Regions from separate parts of the Mus musculus genome. Here region 2 is linked to region 1. A link is a contact called in public ChIA-PET data. All regions are on one chromosome and are shown on one strand. The core of a region is the stretch at or near the end of the contact, and the rest is flanking DNA. Distances in the headings are between cores, read along the strand shown.

The links. ChIA-PET counts read pairs in DNA pulled down with a chosen protein or histone mark.
Region 2: a contact with region 1 is called in an RNA polymerase II ChIA-PET map of memory CD8 T cells, with 3,345 read pairs. The contact joins the enhancer-like site here to the promoter of Skap1 in region 1. A contact is called at or near these places in 1 of 15 datasets of contacts at CTCF or cohesin (CD8 T cells), 4 of 484 Hi-C or Micro-C datasets (CD4 T cells, CD8 T cells, Th1 cells and 1 more), 6 of 115 datasets of contacts at active chromatin or transcription factors (CD8 T cells, effector CD8 T cells, embryonic midbrain and 3 more) and 2 of 9 other capture datasets (adipose tissue and pancreatic islet).

The regions. Positions count from the first base shown.
Region 1 is chr11:96,463,097-96,468,992 of GRCm38.p6, forward strand. It overlaps Skap1 (src family associated phosphoprotein 1), which reads left to right and starts at 1,495. Exons shown (of 12, transcript NM_001177899.1): 1 at 1,495-1,654. The coding sequence starts at 1,609. Gm11529 (predicted gene 11529) reads right to left here and starts at 1,451. Exons shown (of 3, transcript NR_033524.1): 1 at 993-1,451; 2 at 475-519.
Region 2 is chr11:96,501,350-96,507,428 of GRCm38.p6, forward strand. The region is part of intron 2 of Skap1 (src family associated phosphoprotein 1); the gene reads left to right. All of the region lies in intron 2 of Gm38960 (a long non-coding RNA gene), which reads right to left. Among named protein-coding and RNA genes, the nearest start is that of Gm38960, 36 kb to the right of the region's middle. Within about 2 kb of position 3,527, at least 18 of the 459 cell types and tissues checked have an H3K27ac peak or open chromatin away from gene starts, as enhancers often do. A contact at or near this core is called in CD8 T cells, Th1 cells, memory CD8 T cells and 1 more, where this site is marked.

The DNA.
Region 1 (5,896 bases), core at 245-2,744:
CATGTTTAAACATGCACGCACCCCAAGTGATTTTAGAGCAACTTCAGTTTTATCTGGGAGACAGCAAGGTAGGAGGCAGCCTACACCCCCTCTGGAGCCTGGAAGAGGCAGCCCAAGCCTGTCACTATAGCTTCACCCAGTAAGAAGCAACACCATGGATTTGGGTTCTCTGGTGACCCCGACCGGGTTCTATCCCTTCAGTTCAATTTATTGCAACTTATAGGTGGGTTGTGAGGCCCTGAAACCAAGACCACTCCTTCTCAGGCGTCAGGACATGCTAAAGGCCACCAAAGTCCTTAAAAGTGAGGGTTCCTAAACTTGAGACTGCATCTTCCTGGGGTGTGTGCACACACTTATTCCAGGAGACATATACACCTGCCCTGTGCCCTTCTGAACGGTTTCTTGTCTTTGCTCTGCCTTCTACATTGAGATCAATATTATCTCCACCCCCAGGCAGATTAACAAATCGCTTACCTTCCTCCCTTCATGTGTTCCAGGACCACTCCCAATCCTTCTTACCTATTATGGGGATAGAATAGAATGAGAGAGGGAGAGAGGGAGAGAGGGAGAGAGAGAGAGAGAGAGATATGCAGGGGTCACATAATTACAGATAATTTTCTACCTGCAAAGTCTCCCCACCCTTGTAAAACCCCGGAGTCTGGTATTTAATACCAACAGGCATGCGCCAGTCCTCCTCTTGCTCTTTCGTATACCGTCCATGCTGCTCTACTTTCTTCAAGGCCTGTTGTACTATAAAATACCAATCAAATAAACAACCTTTGAGTACTTGTTCACTCACAAGCGGTCCACAAAAATAACAAAGGGTTCCACGTACCACTGCCCAAGTTCGTGCTGTAGCAACATCTTTGGTACCTACTACCACCCAAACTTGATCACTGACTGGCTGTACTTTGAGCGGGGAAGGGCACAGCCCTGTGATCTCGTTGATCACTTTCTTCCTTCCTCTGTTCCGAGAAAGAGCTGTTTCCCACCTTCTCTCAGCCTTTCACCTCCAGAGGGAAGGACATTCCCTCCGTGTCTCTCCATGGGTATTGCCTCTGATGCTGAGTCTTTCAAATGTTGGCGATCGGCATTGTCGCTGGGACTCCAGATTTTAATTTCTAACCAGCAGGGCTTTCCCCGACAGTGCGCTGGATCAGAACTGAGGCACTATATCTTTGGCAAGGACCAAGCTCTTTCTTGGATTCTGCCTCTGCACCCCAGTCCAGGAACAGCCATGGCCTTTTAAACCTACAGCCCCAAGGTCAAACTGCTCAGTGTTTAGATGTTTCCGCCAAAACCTAGCCTCCAAGGCTCTTGGGAATCTAGGCAATTTTTTGGTGAGGGGCTCAAAGGGCCACGCCATTGACTTTGCGTGCCACCTCAGTGGCACCAGTGCACCTGCGCCCGGGGTCCCGGGCTCCCGCCGCCGGCTGCGCGCGCCGCTTCCTGAGCGCGCGACCGGCGGCCCCGCCCAGCGCCTCCCCCCCCCCCCCAGGCGACAGCCGAGGTACAGGTGCCTGGGGTGCAGCTCGCTGCGCCCGCCGTCCGAGCAGGCACACGTCCCTTATCCCGCCTTCTGCTGCGGCCGCCCACTCGCTTCGCCAAATGCAGGCTGTCGCCCTCCCGGAGGAGATCTGTTGGCTCCTGGAAGGTAACTAACTCCTGGTTCAGTGCCAGACCTCTGTCCTGACCCATCCCGTCCGGGAGGGCCTCTCAGTGCTGGGCTGAAGGCAAGAAAGGAGACACTAGGGTACTAGTTCTTTAGCCTGGTCACTTACCTACTATAAGTTCCAGGCTTCCAGAGTCCTTAATCCCCCAATTGTCCCCAAAGCCCTAGCCTCTCTCTCATCCTCAAGGTCCCCACCTCTCCCTTGAGTTACATATTTTCTGTTCCTTCTAGGCATCTGTATCACTTCCAGATGCATCAACACTTCCAGGTCTCTAAGGTCTTACGGGTCAGTTCATGGCCTCCCTTGACACCTTGCTTGGTCTTGAACCTGTCACCCCGGGAAATCCCTGAGGTGTGCAGTGATTAGGTCTCATCCTTCCCAGTCCTGACTCCTCACCTTGTGGAAGACCCACACCTTTCTGGGTAGACATCTCCTAGGCACACAGTAGGGCTCTGGAGATTTATGGTCTTTGGGCCAAGCCTGGTGGTTAGGGGACGTCTTATAAGTGTGAGAGTCATTTCCTAACCTGAAGACTTCTAGGGGTGTCATAAACCTCAGAGTATGGTGTCCTTCCCTTCCCTAAGTGTCCTGTTGTGATGGTTTCACCTTTAAAACTGTCCTTTACAGTTAAGGTCACACTTTCCGACACTCAACATACACTCCGAAGAGACTTCCCTGATGGACGGTATCTTGTGCTTGGCTCCCATGGTGAAAATCAGTTTTACTCATTTTCCTATGACTGCCCTTCCCTTCCTGGGAGGACAGAAACCTGGAATCTGCAGTTGCATAAGGGTCTCAAGAGGAAACCGCTCAGAATTAAGCCTTTCGGCATCCAGGCGACACATCTGACACATCGTTAACAGATGGCCTGCTTTGGGCAGGTCATGATTTTGGCAAGCTGCATTCTTTCCAGTTTCTCTCAATTTAATTGGTTTTATATCTCCATTACCTTGTTATCTTGGGTATAAATGCCTCCTAATCAAGGATTTGGCCAGTGCTTTTGGATTCTGTCTGTAGCCCTGTTTCTATTCTGGATAGCGTCTCTGTAAGAGTTGGCGGCTATGTGTTTCTTTTGAGGCGATGTTTCAAAAATCTATTTTAGAAAAAGGTTTTTATCTATTTTTGGAGTGTATTGTGTGGGTGTGCATGTGCCACAGCCTGTTTGTGGAGTTCGGGTGGCAACTGTTGGGAGTTGGCATTCATCTTGCATCTTCTGGTGATGGGGATAGAACTCATGTCTTCAGGCTTGGTGGCAAGCACCTTTAGTCACCACCACCCTCTCTTGTACTTAGGGGATTGAATCTAGAACCTTACACAGGGTCATTAGACATTCCACTACTGAGCTATGTTCTCTAAATTATCTAAAAATCCACTTAGCTTGTAAACCAAGAAACTGTAGAAATAAAGTTATTTGGAAGATAGAAGAAATCACCAGGCATCTAACGAGATTTAGCCAGTGCTGGTTCAATATTAGGTACATAGAGGAAGTTGTACAATTGTCTTTGGTTTTTAGAGAAGGAATTGCAGCCACAAGTTGAATTCTACCCTTGTATTTAAAGACCGAGTGTCTCTTTTTATTGGTGTCAGTCATTTTATGAGAAGAAACCCACTTTACAAGCTTGCTAAATGTCACTTCAGTTTGGTGCACAGGCATCAATAGAAAAATTCCCTCTTATTTTCAGAGGCTAGCAACACAGTCCCCTCCTCCGACATTTTTGATGTGCAGTTCTTTATTGTTCAAAACTGACACTTTGGTAAACAACTCATTTTTGCACCTGCCGCCTTCCTTTAGCTCAGATCGTTTTCTTGTTAGCTGACTGTTTTTAATTGAAGTCTTCAGATCTCCTTCTAAAGCAGAACCTTTGTTTGCTGACAAGCAGAGCCGGGTATGAATGGAGATTAATTGCGTGTCACATACTTCTGTATCAAACTTGCTGTGTCTTAACAATCTCTGATAGTGCGCGGGTCTTTAGAAGATAGGGAGGAGTCTGAGGTTCCACTGTGAGGTGCTTCACTGGTTAACTGTTTCTTTAAAGCCATCCCTCCCTTTAAACGTGTAATTCTGCTCTTGATTCTGAAGTGGAGGGAAAAATATAAAGTGGGATATAACCAATGATTCTATTGAAAAGTGGTTAAAAATATGTTTTTGAAAGATTCATGTGATGATAATAACATATTGGCTATAGGTTTTTGTTTTTAATGGAATGCGGTCTCTATCGTAAAACAGTCAAATGATTCTCTGTGTTACAACTTGTGAATATTAGACATCTAAAATGGCTGTCAATTTGTTGTCTGGGTCTGGTTATACGCCTCCTCCCACCACACACTTCTTAAGGTTCACCGTTAGCAGTTAAGAAATCTGTAGGTCCTTGATCTCTATATAGTCACTCAGTGGGAGGGAGTCACAGGATATGAGCTGTGACTGTGGCTGCCACACAGCACGGGGGTGGAGTTTCCCCAGTGAGTTACTGCTTTCATAAACCAAGTCAGACGCATTTGCACAGTGATTTAATGCCGGCCATCACAGCCATAACTTAAACATTTATCTATTTGTAACAATAGGAGCATAAAATGACAGGGACATTTTTTTGATATAATGTGTTCGCTTTTAAAAAAATAAAATATGCAAGACACTGTGCAAGGTTTATACCGAGATTTTTGCATAATGAAGGTCTGGAATTAATTTTAAGTATAAAATTTTAAACATTTGAAGATGTCTCATTTGACGTGGAAGTCCCACTTCTAGGAATGTGATATAGAAATTAAATATATGTTTATATATTGCAGATGTCAATGAGGTGGGAAAAGTAGGTGATGGTCAATTGGATCATGGGACATCCATCTTAGTTTGCATCAAAAGAACTTGGAGATCTGTGTGTCTGTCTGACGTCTGTCTATCTTGGCTTGCAGTATGTCCATGGAGTGTTTTTAAGACTAAAAAGATGTAATAAACAACAGCACATATAATGATCCTTTTTCTATTTGAAACCAAAAAGCCAAAAAAAAAAAAAAAAGTTCCATATATTATATAGGTTTGTGTAAGCCTCAGGACAGTGTCCTGTCTCTTAGCAGTTTCTTTTTAAGGACAGAGAGACTCACAGGGGTTAATGATTTTTAATACATATATCTCCAGTTGGTTGAATTGTGACAAAAGCCATGTACTACTTCTTTAATCAAGAAAGAGTGGTTAGATAGGTTTAAAAAAAAAAAAAAAAGACAAACAGAAGCCCAGAAGTTAAAGGGCCAGTAACTTCAGGTGTGATTGTTTTTCCTGTTTAGCCATGGGAAGTTGTGTGGAAAGTGTACATTAAAACAAAACAAACAAACAAACAAAAAAAAAAACCCACCTTCTCTGTTGTTTTTCTGGCAAATGACAAAGCTCAGAGAAGCTTCTAGTATCCCAGGAAACAGCCTTTTCCATCGGCTCTACTGAGCTCCCACACAGAGACAGAAAGTGGCCCCGTATCAGTGAATAAGGCACGGTGTAGATAAGGAATGCAGGGCATCTTCCGCTTCATTGAAAGAACAGGAAATATTCAGGACTGTTTTTAAGTAGTCAGGCTTCAGATGTAGCAGTTATCTTTTGTTTTTGTTTTTGTTTTTGCTTTTGTTTAGTGATAACGATGCTGAAAACAAGAACAATAGGTTGGCAGCTTGTAATCTTTGTTGCACAGATATAAACATAGTCTCTTCTTCCTAGTCTTTCTAGTGCCACCCCACCCCCACCCCCACCCCATGTGTGTGTCTCTGCCTCTGTCTCTCACTCTTTTTAAGTAAGAACCAGAGAAGGAGGTGCAGCAGATAGATAGGAAACCTGCTGACTTCACTCTGATCGCTGATAGACCCAGCCGCCTACCCAGTGCCGCCATGGGGCTCAGAAGATGGACTGAAGCCCAAACATCACTGCCTGGCTCCCTAGCACTGGCCCTCATATCCTAATGGTTGCTTACTTTTAAACTTCAGCAGTCGCCCTTGGTGGTGATGCATACCTTTAACTGGAGAAGCAGAGGCAGGTAACTCTCTGTGAGTTCGAGGCCAGCCTGAATTCCAGGACAGGAGGGCTACACAGAGAATCTCAACAACAAACAACAACAAAAAAACCCTCAGCAGTCATTAGCCATTTCCTTCTAGATAGTTCTCCAGAGTGGTAGATCTAGATGAAAGGATAAAACTTCTCTCAGTCTCTCTAGATAGCAAAGGTTCTTTTAAATCGTCTAACTCGT
Region 2 (6,079 bases), core at 2,277-4,776, 40 kb after region 1:
CACTAGAGAGCCCACAGACGCACTTAATCACACGAGATAGCTGTCTGACAAGTTTGGGAAGTGTGTGTAGCTAACAGTTGCTTAGAAGAAACTTCTACTGCATTCTTGCTTCCCTACCACACTTCGAACTCTCACTCTGTGCTCTTACACACACACACACACACACACACACACACACACACACACACACACACAAAGTTAGGAAACAGATCGGTGGATAGAAATGGATGAAAGAGCATCAGAACAGTGTAAATCGAAGAGACAAAGCATGGAACAGCCTTTGCTCTTTGTCCATGTTTAGCTCTTTGCTTCTCCTGGAACCCTGACAGCACAGTCTCAGGTTCCGGGCCAGCAGAGCCACTGAGGCGGAATCTGCATTTAATGACTTTTATCTAACATTTGAATTAAATCTATGACGAAAAGCTGCAGGATTCTCATCTGCATCTTCGAGTACTGTGGGAACATACACACCGGCCACTCCCTTCTTCTTCGTGACCGTCACCAGCTCTCTGCCTCTGGTTGCCTCCCCTGTTCAGCTTCATACCACCTTGTCTCTGCCTCCTCTTCTGTTTCCTTGGTGACCTCTTTTCTCCATCGGTGTCTGGGTAATACAGGGCTCTCCTGCATGACAGGGTTTTGCTTGCAATCCTCTTAAACAGAGCATGTCCTTCTTCCAGAAGTGCTTCTGGTGTTCTCCAAGCTCTGCTGCCGCTCCTAGACCCTCAATATTCAGTCTTTGTTCTTTGGAGCTCTGTTCTGGAGGCTTTGTATACTTTGCTCCTCTGCCACGTTTGGCATCCAGAGTCCTTCCTCATACCATTTGAGAACTTAAGTGGTTTTTGTTTGTTTTCTTGGTTTTCTTTCTTTCTCTTTCTCTTTCTCTTTCTCTCTCTCTCTCTCTCTCTCTCTCTCTCTCTCTCTCTCTCTTTCTTTCTTTCTTTGTATTTTCTAGACAGGGTTTCTCTGTGTAGCCTTGGCTATCTTGGAACTCATTCTGTTGACCAGGCTGGCCTTGAGATATCTGCCTGCTTCTACCTCCCAAGTATTGGGGATTAAAACTGTATACAGCTGCCTATGTCGCCATCCCCGCTTTTTGTTTTGTTTGTTTTGTTTTTAAAAGATTTTGTTTATGTTATGTATATGGTACACTGTTGCTGTCTTCAGACACACCAGAAGGGGGCATCTGATCCCATTACAGATGGTTGTGAGCCACCATGTGATTGCTGGGAATTGAACTCAGGACCTCAGGAAGAAGAGTCAGTGCTCCTAATCTCTGAGCCATTTCTCCAGCCCTTCTTTGGTTCTTTTAAGACAGGGTCTTACTGCCTAGCTCTTGGCTGACTTGGAACTCGATGTGTAGACCAGGCTGGCCTTTAACCAACAGAGACAACTGCTTCTGCTCCTCAAGTACTGAGATCAAAGGAATGCACCACCATGCCCTGCCTCGGACTGAAGTATTGGTCCACCAAGTCATGGTTACCCTGCTCCTGCCACTGTCCACCCCCTTTTTTTGCTTAAAGTTGATGCTCCCTCTTCATATCTCTTTGAACCTCATGCAAATGTGCTCAACTCCACCCTCAGGTTAAAAACCCGTTATGCCTTAAACAACCACCCTCTCCTTAGCTACTGTCTTAGCTCTTTTCCTGAATAGGTAGACATCTTGAACTGAAGACCCTTCCCTTCTGGTTCCTCTTCTCTGGTCCATCCTCAGTTAGTTATCATCCTTACACTGCATCTTCTGCTCCAATGAAGTCACTTTCCCCATGGTCCAGTCACTCCAGTTGCCACATCCGGATGATACTGCCAATGTTTATCTTCTTTGGCCTTTCAAGTTTCTCACAGCTTGGATTATTTCCCCTTCCTCAGAAGTTTAAGAACGTCTTCCCTCTGTGGAGCCTCCCTTTCCCTCACGGTATCCATGCTCTTCCCTGAGGCTCTTGCTTCAGCCCTTTCTTCCACTCTGCCCTCCTCAGACTCTTCCTCCCCCCTTCCAGAGTTGTTTCTCTCCTGGGTGCCCAGTTGTAGAGCAGCTCATCTGCAGGCAGCATATTGGGTGTTTCATGAGACCTCAGGCTCCACAATGCTGGGAGAGAACCAGCCAGTTCCCCCTCAGCAGCCACCCTCCGCTCTTCCAGCCTTGGGATGAGTCATGACGTCAGCCACTTTGCTTTGGTTATCCTAGGGTTTCTAGGGAACGTAGTTTGAGTGGCAGAATGTAAGGCAGAGACTCCTGCTAGTCTCTCTCAAGAAAGTTCTACACCTGAGAGTTACGGTACATTGACATGTGACATGTAGCATCGATCTGCGGATACTGGGCAGGTGGGAAGATCTAGTTCAGCACTAGCTCTAGAATCAGCCTCCAGATATTCTGTATGATGGCAAACAGACCTCTATCACATGTCTAAACCTCTGTCACCTGGGGTTTCTGTTCCTGTTGCTGGAGGATTCCTAATTGTGGAGCGTCCAAGAAGACCTGGTTTAACTCCACTCACCCATGAGTTTTCCTGGGTTAGACTTTCAGAGCCCTGGGAATCACTCCTTAACCCTAATATCTCTCTCTTCCTCCTCTTCCCCCTTCCTCCTCCTCTTCCTCCTCCTCCCCCTCCTCCTCCCCCTCCTCCTCTTATCAACAAGGCCTACTGACTTTCTCCTTCAATGTATGTTTCTATTTGTATACCTTCACTTCCTGGCAAACTACTAGCCTTCACAAGACGGTTCCTTCCTTGCTCTCTTTCTGAGACAGGATCTCACTATGTAGATGAGGCTGGTCTTCACCTTCTTCTGTCTCTGGGATATTGGGACTAAAACATGGACCACTGTGAGGTCACCGTAAACCTCGGTTGCTCTCTGCCTCCGTTCAGTACAGCCTTAGTTTAGTCCCATTTGTTTTGTTCCTCCGTTTTAACAAAACGGAGAGCCGACGTTTCCACAATGGTGACGTAATCATTGATACCATAATCGAGTCACTGATACTGACCAAAGGTATGTAAGTGAGAAAGCAGGTAGACAAATACGTTCAATCTCACCATGAAAAAATCTCGGAAAACAAACAAACAAAGCAGACAAACAATCCAAAAGACCAAAATGTCCATGATAGTAATTTCTGGCAAGTGGAATTTAATGCTTTTTTGTTTGTTTATTTGTATTCTCTAACTCACTACTGTGAATATTTATTTAATAATAAGTTAGTGATATTAAAGTCCTTCACAGTTTTAGAAAGGGCAGAGAGGGAAGCCCTGGGAGAGGTTTGATTCCCAGGTGGGATGAGAATTAGTACTTACTGAAGCGGAAGGGGCTGGATAAAATGGACACAGGGCTTTAGCTATGCAGCTTGGCCCGGGTCACTCTCTGTAAACAAGCAGGCTGTCTCTGGAGGTGTTTTATGCTATGCTTCAAAACACACCCACAGAAGGGAAATTAATTTTGAGTCATGTGAAATGCCGTCCTTTGAATATTCTGTGATGATTGCTCTAAAATGTGTTGGGGATCTTTTTTTTTTTTTAAGTAAAGGAAGTTCACTGTCAAGGGCCCCTCATGAAATGAGGTATCGCTGACAGAGCAACTTCCGCTTCGAAGCTGTTACCCCCTTTGAGCTAACACAGGATGAATTCTTCATTAGAAGGGGATTAGCAGCACTCTGAGCCGATTTAGCAGAGCATTTGTATTTGTCCGACCACTTTTCCGAACGCTGGTGTTTGAGTCGGCCATTCACTTCCTCCTTCTCAAAACATCAGTCACCGGGATTGATTTTTATGTTGGCCATAAAGAGAAATGGAATCAACTAAAAGCAGGCTGAAGATTACAGGGTGGAAGTGGTTAATTTACTTAACAATATGTATTGGTTATTTGTTTACATTGGGCTTAATGCCTGGTGATCAAGACAGCATCACATGAGACATCTTTGCTTGCTCTCCAAGCAGCTCTTGGACCAGTGAGTGGCCAGAGTCATCGTGGATGCTCCTGTTCTCAGATGTCTCTCTTAGAAGGTCTCTTACGTTTGGTTTTAGTTGATTTTGTGTGGGGGGGGGGGAAGGGGGAGGGGGGAGGGGAGGGGGGAGGGGAGGGGGGAGGGGGGAGGGGGGAGGGGGGGGAGGGGGGTTGTTACCTAGAGAGTCATTGATGTTTTACATCCTCTTTAAAAATATAAATTCATTTAGAGGCTTAAGAAATTTTGTGTTGTTCAGTTTTCCAGCCCTGTCCAGCGATTTTCTCCTAACTTTATTATTTTTAATTTTTCACCAAAATGAGCAAGCCCTGTGTCCATCAAGGTTCTGAGAAAAAGTAATCGGTGGCTGCCTACACTAGCATGGGACAGCCAAACCGCCACTTTCAAGACTTGGGGAACACTAAAGAAGAGAGGGAGGAATGGGAAGAATGTGAGAACTGGAAGGTGGGCGTGGACATTGTCTTGGTCGGTGTCCTCCAAGCAACCCTTATCAAGGAAAGCATCAGTTTGCTTACAGTTTAAAGGTTTAGCCCATTGTCATCATGGCGGGGAGCATGGCCGTATGCAGGAAGACATAGTACTGGAGAAGTAGCTGAGAGTTCTACATCTGGATTCACAGGAAGCAGGAAGAGAAAGTTACTGAGGCCTGGCTGGAACGTATGAAATCCCAAAGCCCACCCCCGAGGGACATACCTCCTCCAACAAGGCCATACTGCCTCTAGTGAAGCCACACCCACTCTGGCGAGGTCACACCTCCTCCAACAAGGTCACACCTCCTCCACAAGGCCACACCTACTTCAGTAAGGCCACACCTACCCCAGCAAGGCCACACCTAATCCCTCTCAAATAGTACTGTTCCCTAATAACAAAGCATTTAAATATATGAGCAAGCCTATAGGAGCTATTCTTATTCAAACCACCACAGGCATGGCATGACCATTATATACGTGGACTCACAGTAACCGTGGTTGCCTGCACGGGTCCTGTATGAGTCTGGGCTCATCGTCAGTCATCATTCAGCCATGGACGGGGGAGGCACTTGTGGGGGACTATGGGCAGTGGACAGCTGCTGTGTGAGGGAGTCAGTGTCTTTGGTGATGTAGTCATTAGTGAGTTGTTCATGCTTCCTGCTGCAATGGCTGTCTCCTTATGCATCCCTTGCCGTGGAGCCCCGTTTAAACCCTGTGGGTCACAAAACAAAAAAGATGTTCTAGTGGGGAGGGGACTTGTTCAGATCAGATGTTGGTGGGGGCTGGAGGGGAAGAAGGGATGAGCATAACCAGAATTTGTCGTATACATGTATGAAATTATCAGTAAATAGATGAATAGATTAACTAAAAAGAAGCATAGGAGGACACATGGGTTGGAGCCTGGGAAATGAAATACTTGCAGTCTGAAGAGACAGAGTTGTGAAATTCTATATTTTATATATAATAGAATTGAGATGTCTCCTATCTCATTTTTTAAGAAAATATTTATTTATTTATTTATTTAGTATACTAGATATTGTTATAGATGGCTGTGAGCCACTATGTGGTTGCTGGGACTTGAACTCAGGACCTCAGGAAGAACAGCCAGTGCTCTTAACCTCTAAGTCATCTCTCTAGCCTCTTATATTTTATTTTTTACAGAAGATTTTTAAAATTCATTTTTAATTATGTGTATTTGTGTATTTCTCTGTGTGGGTGAGTGCAGAGACCCACAGAGGCCAGCGATGTCAGTTGTGAGCTTCCTCACATGGGTGCTGGGACTCAAACTCAGGTCCTTACGAGAGGAGGATTTTCTGCTCTTAACCACCGAGCCATCTCTCCAGCCCTATTTTGTTTTTTTCACTATGCGACAAGGAATGCTCCCAAATTCTAAAAGAATAAAGAAAAGAGAAAATTCAGTGGCCGTAAGTGTGTCAAAGCAGCACGCAGTGTGCATTAGGTGCATTGAGGCTCAGAACAACACCACAGGATCCACGTCCTCAGAGCGATTATGGCGGAAGCTGTCCCGACTGCAGCAGAAGAGCAACACTTACAGCTAGCTCTTATCATGCACCAGGCCTAGGTCTACTGTCCACAAATTAACTTCTTCATTCAGTCCTTACAGCAGGTATGTGTGCATGGTGGACACTTTTAGACTCTCCAT